Linked DNA regions of Bombyx mori: region 2 is linked to region 1. The links are chromatin contacts, called in public Hi-C maps. All regions are on one chromosome and are shown on one strand. Each heading gives the region's core, a stretch centred on a gene start, on an enhancer-like site or on the middle of the called end of the contact. The rest is flanking DNA. Distances are from core to core; before and after follow the strand shown. Region 1 overlaps LOC101740445 (microtubule-associated serine/threonine-protein kinase 2). Region 2 holds the start of Tua1 (alpha-tubulin).

Evidence for each region. A called contact is a pair of places that touch in the nucleus more often than the background predicts.
Region 2: a contact with region 1 is called in a Hi-C map of whole pupa, with 7 times the contacts expected there. The contact joins the promoter of Tua1 here to the enhancer-like site in region 1. A contact is called at or near these places in 2 of 7 Hi-C or Micro-C datasets (posterior silk gland and whole pupa).

Annotation. Positions count from the first base shown.
Region 1 is chr27:1,781,828-1,786,015 of ASM3026992v2, forward strand. It overlaps LOC101740445 (microtubule-associated serine/threonine-protein kinase 2), which reads right to left. Exons shown (of 38, transcript XM_021346221.3): 19 at 4,109-4,188; 20 at 3,037-3,139; 21 at 2,348-2,490; 22 at 1,657-1,746; 23 at 1,041-1,171; 24 at 191-327. Among protein-coding and RNA genes, the nearest start is that of LOC134201521, 86 kb to the left of the region's middle. Within about 2 kb of position 2,409, at least 2 of the 8 cell types and tissues checked have open chromatin away from gene starts, as enhancers often do.
Region 2 is chr27:1,965,637-1,969,716 of ASM3026992v2, forward strand. It overlaps Tua1 (alpha-tubulin), which reads left to right and starts at 1,626. Exons shown (of 3, transcript NM_001043419.1): 1 at 1,626-1,696; 2 at 2,333-2,555; 3 at 2,639-3,841. The coding sequence starts at 1,694. The coding sequence ends at 3,765. LOC101738114 (mucin-2) reads right to left here and starts at 234. Exons shown (of 14, transcript XM_021346225.3): 1 at 115-234.

The DNA of each region.
Region 1 (4,188 bases), core at 1,159-3,658:
CGTTTAGCGGCTTTGTTTCATTTTCCCGTATTTATGCACTAACACAGATACTAAACAGGTAATAAATCACCGTTATTACACATTTAAACCTGAAGAAACTCCTGCTTCACTCCTCGCGTTCCCGCCAAAAAGTCCGCTTATAATGAATTATTTTAAATGATAATAAAAAGATAAAAGCTAAAAATATTACCTGGATGTATAACCAAAGACAATCCTGAAGTGCTGGCCGAACGCCGCATAGATTTTGCCGCCATAATGGCTGTCGGCTTCGTCTTCTCCGTTCTATCCGGCTTGTCTATGCTTCGGTCCTCTCTTCGGATGTCCGAACTGAACGAATAAGCACATCAATGAAATACCCATTAATGGACAATTAAAATTACGCATCTATTTAGGTTATAAATACTATTATTTGACGGGACCTCAACAAGATTTTCACATTTTACTACTAGCATTTCGATTAGGTCGTATTTGTCAATCAATGAAGCAATGTTCAATATCGACAGTTTTATTTGTATACTCTAGTATAAGCCTCGCCAATAAAGAAACTAAAATGACGGCGGCGATCATGCGCTCTTACACTAAACTATTGCTGTGTATCGCACACGGCGCGTACTGCATGCAAAAAAAAATCAGTTCTGACTTTGTGCTGAATTCGAGTTTTTTCACTTTCGAGTTGTACGATTTAGATGACTGACAGCAAAATTGTCTACGCAAGTTGCATCCCAGATGAGACACCTCCCCCTCTGCAGGTGGCCTCTGGTGGAGGGCACCAAAGACAAGTAAAGTACATTCTCATTTTTATTTTTTTATTTTTTTACAATTTACTAAATTTTTCTTTCTATCTTTCTTTTTATTTGTTGACCCTACCATCTGTAAGTGCAGGTATATAGACGCCATTTTCGATTCGTTTCTTTATTGGCGCGGCTTATACAAAATATTGTTATAGCCATGTCATGTTTTCCTCCAAGTCGGGAGCGTCGGAGATGTGAATATCCTGGTGAGAGCCCGCGAATGCTGATTGTGCGGGGCGGGGTACTAACAGTCGGGGGGTGAGGGCGAGCGCGGAGGGCAGGTGCAGGCGGGGCGGGGCGCGGCGGCGGGCGGCCGGCGACACGTCCTCGCTGTCCGTCTGCGACGACTCCGCCGACACCTGCTGGCTGCTGCCCACCACCTGACACACAGAGCAACATCAACAACAAGACCGGGGGGGTGGACACCTAGGACTCTTAATTATACGGCAGCGGCTTGGCTCTGCCCCTGGCATTGCTGAAGCCCATGGACGATAGTAACTACTCACCATCAGGTGGCCCGTATGCTCGTCTGCCTACAAGGGCAATAAAAAAAAACTTAAGGCCAGACGACCGACCGATAAAACAACCCACAGACACAGCCCACTGAGTTTCTCGCCGGATCTTCTCAGTAAGTCGCGTTTCCGATCCGGTGGTAGATTCTGAAAAGCACGACTCTTGCTAGCGTTCGTGTTTACAACAACGTCAGGTTTGAGCCCCGTGAGTTCACCTAATCGCCCGGTGATGCTAATATGGTCTCTCAAGACCATCAGCTTAGGTAAGACAAAAAAAAGGCCAGACGGTGAAAATTTTAATTTACACCAATAAACATAATGCCGAAGTTCCCGGCTGTGGATATAGGACTTACAGGACATTTCGGATGATGATGATGCAGAGGCGCTGTGGGCGTCGTGGGCGGCCCGGCGCTGTCCGGTGTGCCAGGCCAGCTGTCCGTGCTCTATAAGCAAAATAATGTTTTATTTACCTTTTACTGCATGACTTGACCCAAGGAGAAACAAGAGAGAAGTTCCTTAAAAATACATGAAGTATAATGACCAGTGGTCGGAGTAGGTAGATTGATATTATTTACTCGCGTCAAGATAATATGGACATCCAATTTTATCCATAAAGATTATTTATCGAAATTGGTAAAAAAAAAAATTAATCCTCGTTGGATACAATTTCTATATTTATGAGATAAAGTAACCAAAAGCCCTGTCTAAGTTTCGTCTCATACTGACAAGCGTCATTTCTAATTCAACAAAAAGGGACAAAATACGGTGTAACTACTCAAAGGTGTTTTTGTATAAAATAAAATACTGATTTCTTTCACCATTAGCTAGCACTGGTAGAGTCGATTAATATTATTAATACCTTTTTCACCTTAAACACAGATTCATGCTAATTTCAAAATTCAGAAACAGATATCACAATAAATATGAAGTTCCGGTATTTTGGGGGCATATCCATATTATCTTTTACGTTTGACGTCAACGACCTTTAATCAATCTACCTACTCAGACCTATAATAATGACACAAGGTCCGCCAAGATATGTACCCGGGAGTCGTGCTCGGCGCAGGAGTGATGGTGCCTCCTCCACTGCGGCGAGGTGCTGGAGAAGGCGGCGAACACTCCGTCGTCGGGCGCGTCGGCCGCCTCGTCCGTGTCCACCTCGCTGTGGTTGTACCTCTCGCACCGACCTGCGCACCACACGCGTCTCAGTGCCAAACTCGGAACTTTTTTTATGTTTGAGAGATCACTGGAGGTAGGACCTCTTGTGAGTCCGCGTGGGTAGATACCACGGCCCTGCCTATTTCTGCCGTGAAGCAGTAATGCGGTTCGGTTTGAAGGGCGAACCAGCTGTTGTAACTATACTGAGACCATAGAACTCATATCAAAGTGGGTGGCTGCATTTACGTTGTAGATATCTATGGGCTCCGGTAACCACTTAACACCAGGTGGGCTCTGAGCTCCTACACCCATCTAAGCAATAAAATAAAAAGTATATTTCGTTCACATATATTCAAAAACATAGTGCAACCCACCCTGTAGAATAAAAAGTAATCAGCATCGCTCATGGGCCTTGACATTATCAGTGACACACACAGACTCGTTGATTTTTAAAAACCTCTTTTATTAGATGTGTTTAAATGAAAATCACGTATTTACATATTTTAATCTGTTGTGGGCGACAACCCTGGTACCACGACAGAAATTTGACATACAAACAAACAAAACTGACTCACTATCAAAGTAGCTGGTGTCTTCGTCGTTCTCCAGCTGCGGTATGAACTCGGCCTTCCTCCTGAGCAGGTTGTTCCAGTCCAGGCCGTAGAAATAAACGTGGTCCTGTCGAAAAAACCTGCGTCACCTCACTGCGGACAGGCGGGCGGCGCCGGGGCAGGGGACTAGTGCACGCCCACACGTGGGCAAGCAGTTCTATTCGTTAACTAGCTGACCCGGCAGACTTTGTAGTGCCTCAATCGATAAATAAAAGACCTAAGCTTTTGTATAAAATAAACTTAAAACAAACAAAAGGAATCCGTCCGACGGGGGACACATCAAAGGAAAAACAAAATTGTTATTTTTATTTATTTCCAAGCATTTTCATATTTTTATCTACCTTTTAAACCATCTCTGGAACTCCACAAATAATTCAAGACCAAAATTAGCCAAATCGGTCCAGCCGTTCTCGAGTTTTAGCGAGACTAACGAACAGCAATTCATTTTTATATATATAGATAGAAGATAGATAGATTATCGACGAAGCTCTTGACTTTTTGACGGAAACGCGAGGAGCGAAACAGTGTGCATTGTTGTGTATTTGTTTACGGTGCGTTATTAGTTGTACGGAGTATAATCTATGACTACCCACAAATGTGAATATATGAAACAAAACCGCTGGACGCTCGGTTTCTTCCAAAAAGTCCACTAACAAAGTCTCAGTAAAAAACGACCAGTTTACTAAGACTTAATTTAATCTCTTCACAACTAGTTTAATTGAATTACATCCTAATTGATTGCCGTTTCAAATCAAACAACTAATTAATCAATAGAATTTAAGAAGAAAATATACGACATGACTTAAAGGTTTCGATTCCAAGCCATAACATCTTAAAAAAAAGAATATCTTCAACGTGTGATCGTATTGAAAAAGCTTATTAATAAGAAATGCGTTACGTTACGTTCTAAGAAGTGTCAAAAGGAACTTCGTAATTAGAATAGAGTATAGTGCTTTTACACTACATTTCATAATAAGGTCTGGTGCTTCCTACTCAAGTGCCCTTCATGCGAGACCAGACTAGAGTCTGCACTGACCTTGACTTGATGGGTGCCGCCAGTCCCGAGCCGGTCCCTCGGGTTGCGCGCGAGGAGTTCCGTGATGATGGCTCTGGCTT
Region 2 (4,080 bases), core at 376-2,875, 180 kb after region 1:
CAAAAACGTAATTTTACTACCATAAAACTATACAGTTTAATCTAATTTCACTATAAAATTAAATAATAATTCACAGTTTGGCGAAATTAAGAGTAGTATTCGAAAAAAACATACTTTCAATTCCATATTGATTTTGCACACACATGAACAAAAGGTTTCTGGCAGTGGTCGCGTGGGAACCCCACCGCGCCGGCCCCGCGGAACCCAGTCGACACTCACACAGAGTAAAGCTTTTAGTGTTGGGACACTGCATCGCAACCGCACATTTATCGGTTTAATTGTAATTTGTGTCTACTTTTTGTTTAAAATTTTATCATTCTGAAAATAATTAGTTTTGAGCTAAGTCTGCTTATTTTAAGAATGCTTTCAATATGGAATTTCAAATTAACTTTTTTCGTTTGCCAATAATAGTACTGTATTGAGCTGCAGTGTTCTCTAGCCGCAGTTGTAGCGGTTGTAGAAGTGAATCGCGAGCATGACGAAAATCTCGACTAGGTGATATCTTAATGTTTATACGAACCGAATGCTTCAGGTCGGTTGTCTCAGCTTTTATGGATCAACCATGAAATTATAAATAAACTCAAATTTCGAAAGCTTAGGTTTTTTTTTTTCTTAGTTGGATGGACAAGCTCACGGCCCACCTGATGTTAAGTAGTTAATGAAGCCCATAGACATCAACAACGTAAATACCGCCACCTACTTTGAGATATGAGTTCTAAGGTTTCAGTTTTTAGAGTACAGTGGCCCTACCCTTCAAGTCGAAACGCATTACTGCTACATGGCATAAATAGGCATTAATAGGCAGAAATGGTACAGTAAAGGTTCATTTCAATGACCATGAGGCGATCCCATCTATAAAAAGTTTCTAAGTATCTAAGTTTCTCGCAGGATCTTTGGATCGTGAATTCGATCTGGTAATAGATGTATTCGTGAAGTAGCTGCCCTTAAGCTGTTTAGTCTCTTTTGGGGGCGCTCGGGCAGCTGTTAGCAAATCTCACTCCTCCTGGTTGAACCCGTGCTCACCCACCTGTCTTGGTGAAACTAGAAAGACCTTCGGTCGACATGTAATTCTTCCTTCCCAAAAAAAAAGGTTCACAAACCGAATATTAATTAACCATTTTGCCTCTAAATTGTACAAACTCAGGGTTTTGTCAGACCGCTTCTTAGGATGAATATCCTGCATTATCACAAGACTTTTGACTTTGAATTGTCTTTCTGCGAACAGTGTTTGAAAACAATATTTAGGCCTACACAGCGGCCTGGCTGTAACTAAGACTAATATTCAAATAATCATTCTCAATAAATAAGGGTTAGAAGATTGGTTGGAATTTTTAAAAAGTAAAAAGGAAAATTTAAAAAATTTTTTTTGGGACGGTCGATGATCAGAAATTTAATGTACAACACTTAAATAAAATTGTCGCCGGTGAATCATCAACCAACCTACATTATTCCAGCAATGGAGATATAATGCAGCTTTTACCTTATTGGTGGAGGTTCCAGTGCGGCAATTTTTCAGCCAATCATAACACAGCACGGATAGCGTCATTCCCCAGAACGCCGAACCTATATAAGCCGTTGTAACGGTTTTCGCCGCATTCACATTCGTTTGGCAAGCCACTTAACCGGTCGCGCTGAACGACGACTGATTATAATTTAATTCTACATTTAAGCATAGAAAAAAACTCAAATCAAAATGGTGAGTTGCTTAATTATTTCATTTCTTTAATTTTAAATTTACTTCGATATATTTTACTAAATTCATGGCTTCATGTGCCGGTCGGTAACGCCACCATTTTGTGTACGTAATGACGGCCACGTTCGATAAGTGTCAATTAAAGTTCGAAAGATTGAGTTTGTGAAAAATCTCCTAATTCTTCTTTTGTTTCAATATCCCAATGGCTTAGTAAGTTTAGTCGTTTTTTGTTTCGATTAAATTCCGTCTGCCGACGTTTTTGTGGTCTAGTTCAAGGTGCCGCTACCACGCCCTTGGTCGTTCGAATCTTGTTAGCCACAAAATAATTTAGTGAATTTAAATATGTTAGCTGAAATGTTTCTTTTGAGACTTCGATTTTTATTAATAAATGCATATTAGTCACGGACACATGGTCGATGATCTCATTTGAAGCCGGTGATATCATCTGTGTTGAAAATGAAATGTTCTAGATAATATGCCGCCTTATTGAACACGGAAAGCGTGACGTGGTGATTTCACCTTTCACCGTAAATTTATCGAGCCAATAAATAAAAATGTATTATAATTTTATTAAAAACCTAGTCCATAGCTATCGTTGATTAGTATGTATTATCTGATCTTTTTCTTTTATTTACACAGCGTGAGTGCATCTCTGTACACGTTGGCCAAGCCGGAGTCCAGATCGGTAATGCCTGCTGGGAGCTTTACTGCCTGGAGCACGGCATCCAGCCTGATGGCCAGATGCCCACAGACAAGACCATCGGGGGTGGAGACGATTCTTTCAACACTTTCTTCAGCGAGACCGGAGCTGGCAAGCACGTACCCCGTGCTGTCTTCGTCGATCTTGAACCTACTGTTGTTGGTCAGTATTACGAGCACTAGACCAAAAATTTCGCTTAATTGAACCAGATTAAGGAATATTAAATGTATTTTTTTTTTACACAGATGAGGTCCGCACTGGCACATACAGACAGTTGTTTCATCCAGAACAACTTATTACTGGTAAGGAAGATGCGGCCAACAACTATGCCCGTGGTCACTACACCATTGGAAAGGAAATCGTAGATTTGGTTTTGGACAGAATCCGCAAGCTCGCTGACCAGTGTACCGGTCTGCAAGGATTCCTGATCTTCCACTCCTTCGGTGGAGGTACCGGCTCTGGGTTCACTTCCTTATTGATGGAGCGTCTCTCCGTTGACTACGGCAAGAAGTCTAAACTGGAGTTCGCCATCTACCCCGCGCCTCAGGTTTCCACTGCCGTCGTCGAGCCCTACAACTCTATCCTCACCACCCACACAACCCTTGAGCACTCTGACTGTGCTTTCATGGTCGACAATGAAGCCATCTATGACATCTGCCGCCGTAATCTCGACATTGAGCGCCCAACCTACACCAACCTGAATCGTCTCATCGGACAGATTGTCTCCTCGATCACTGCTTCTTTGAGATTCGACGGCGCTCTGAATGTGGACCTCACCGAGTTCCAGACTAACTTGGTGCCTTACCCCCGTATCCACTTCCCACTGGTCACGTACGCGCCAGTCATCTCTGCCGAGAAGGCCTACCATGAACAGCTTTCCGTCGCCGAGATCACAAACGCATGCTTCGAGCCCGCCAACCAGATGGTGAAATGCGACCCCCGTCATGGCAAGTACATGGCTTGCTGTATGCTGTACCGTGGTGACGTCGTACCCAAGGATGTGAACGCGGCCATCGCTACCATCAAAACCAAGCGTACTATCCAATTCGTCGACTGGTGTCCAACCGGTTTCAAGGTCGGTATCAACTACCAGCCACCCACCGTGGTGCCCGGAGGCGACTTGGCCAAGGTTCAACGTGCCGTCTGCATGTTGTCCAACACCACCGCCATCGCCGAAGCTTGGGCTCGCCTTGACCACAAGTTCGACCTCATGTACGCCAAGCGTGCTTTCGTGCACTGGTACGTCGGTGAGGGTATGGAGGAGGGAGAGTTCTCCGAAGCCCGTGAGGACCTGGCTGCCCTCGAGAAGGATTACGAAGAAGTCGGCATGGACTCCGCTGAAGGCGAGGGTGAGGGAGCCGAAGAGTACTAAGCCAATGAAATATCTTTTATGGCGCACTCGCACCGTTTTACATTCCGGTGAAATGAAATAAAAAAATGATGTATCGAAAAGTTTTTATTTTTTATTTTTCCTGTTCATTTTCTTAATCGCTTTCACTCATGACAAAGTACTCCTGAGCGTCTTGTGGTTTATTGGAGGGGGCAGGCTTAATGAGTCTTTTGATGTTCCGACATCGCATTTAGATAATTGAATGATTACAAACTGCGCTCAAAGCTGATTCTTTAATTGAACCCATTAGCAGTAGTATATTAATGATCAAATACCGTAATGTAGTCTGTGATAGTA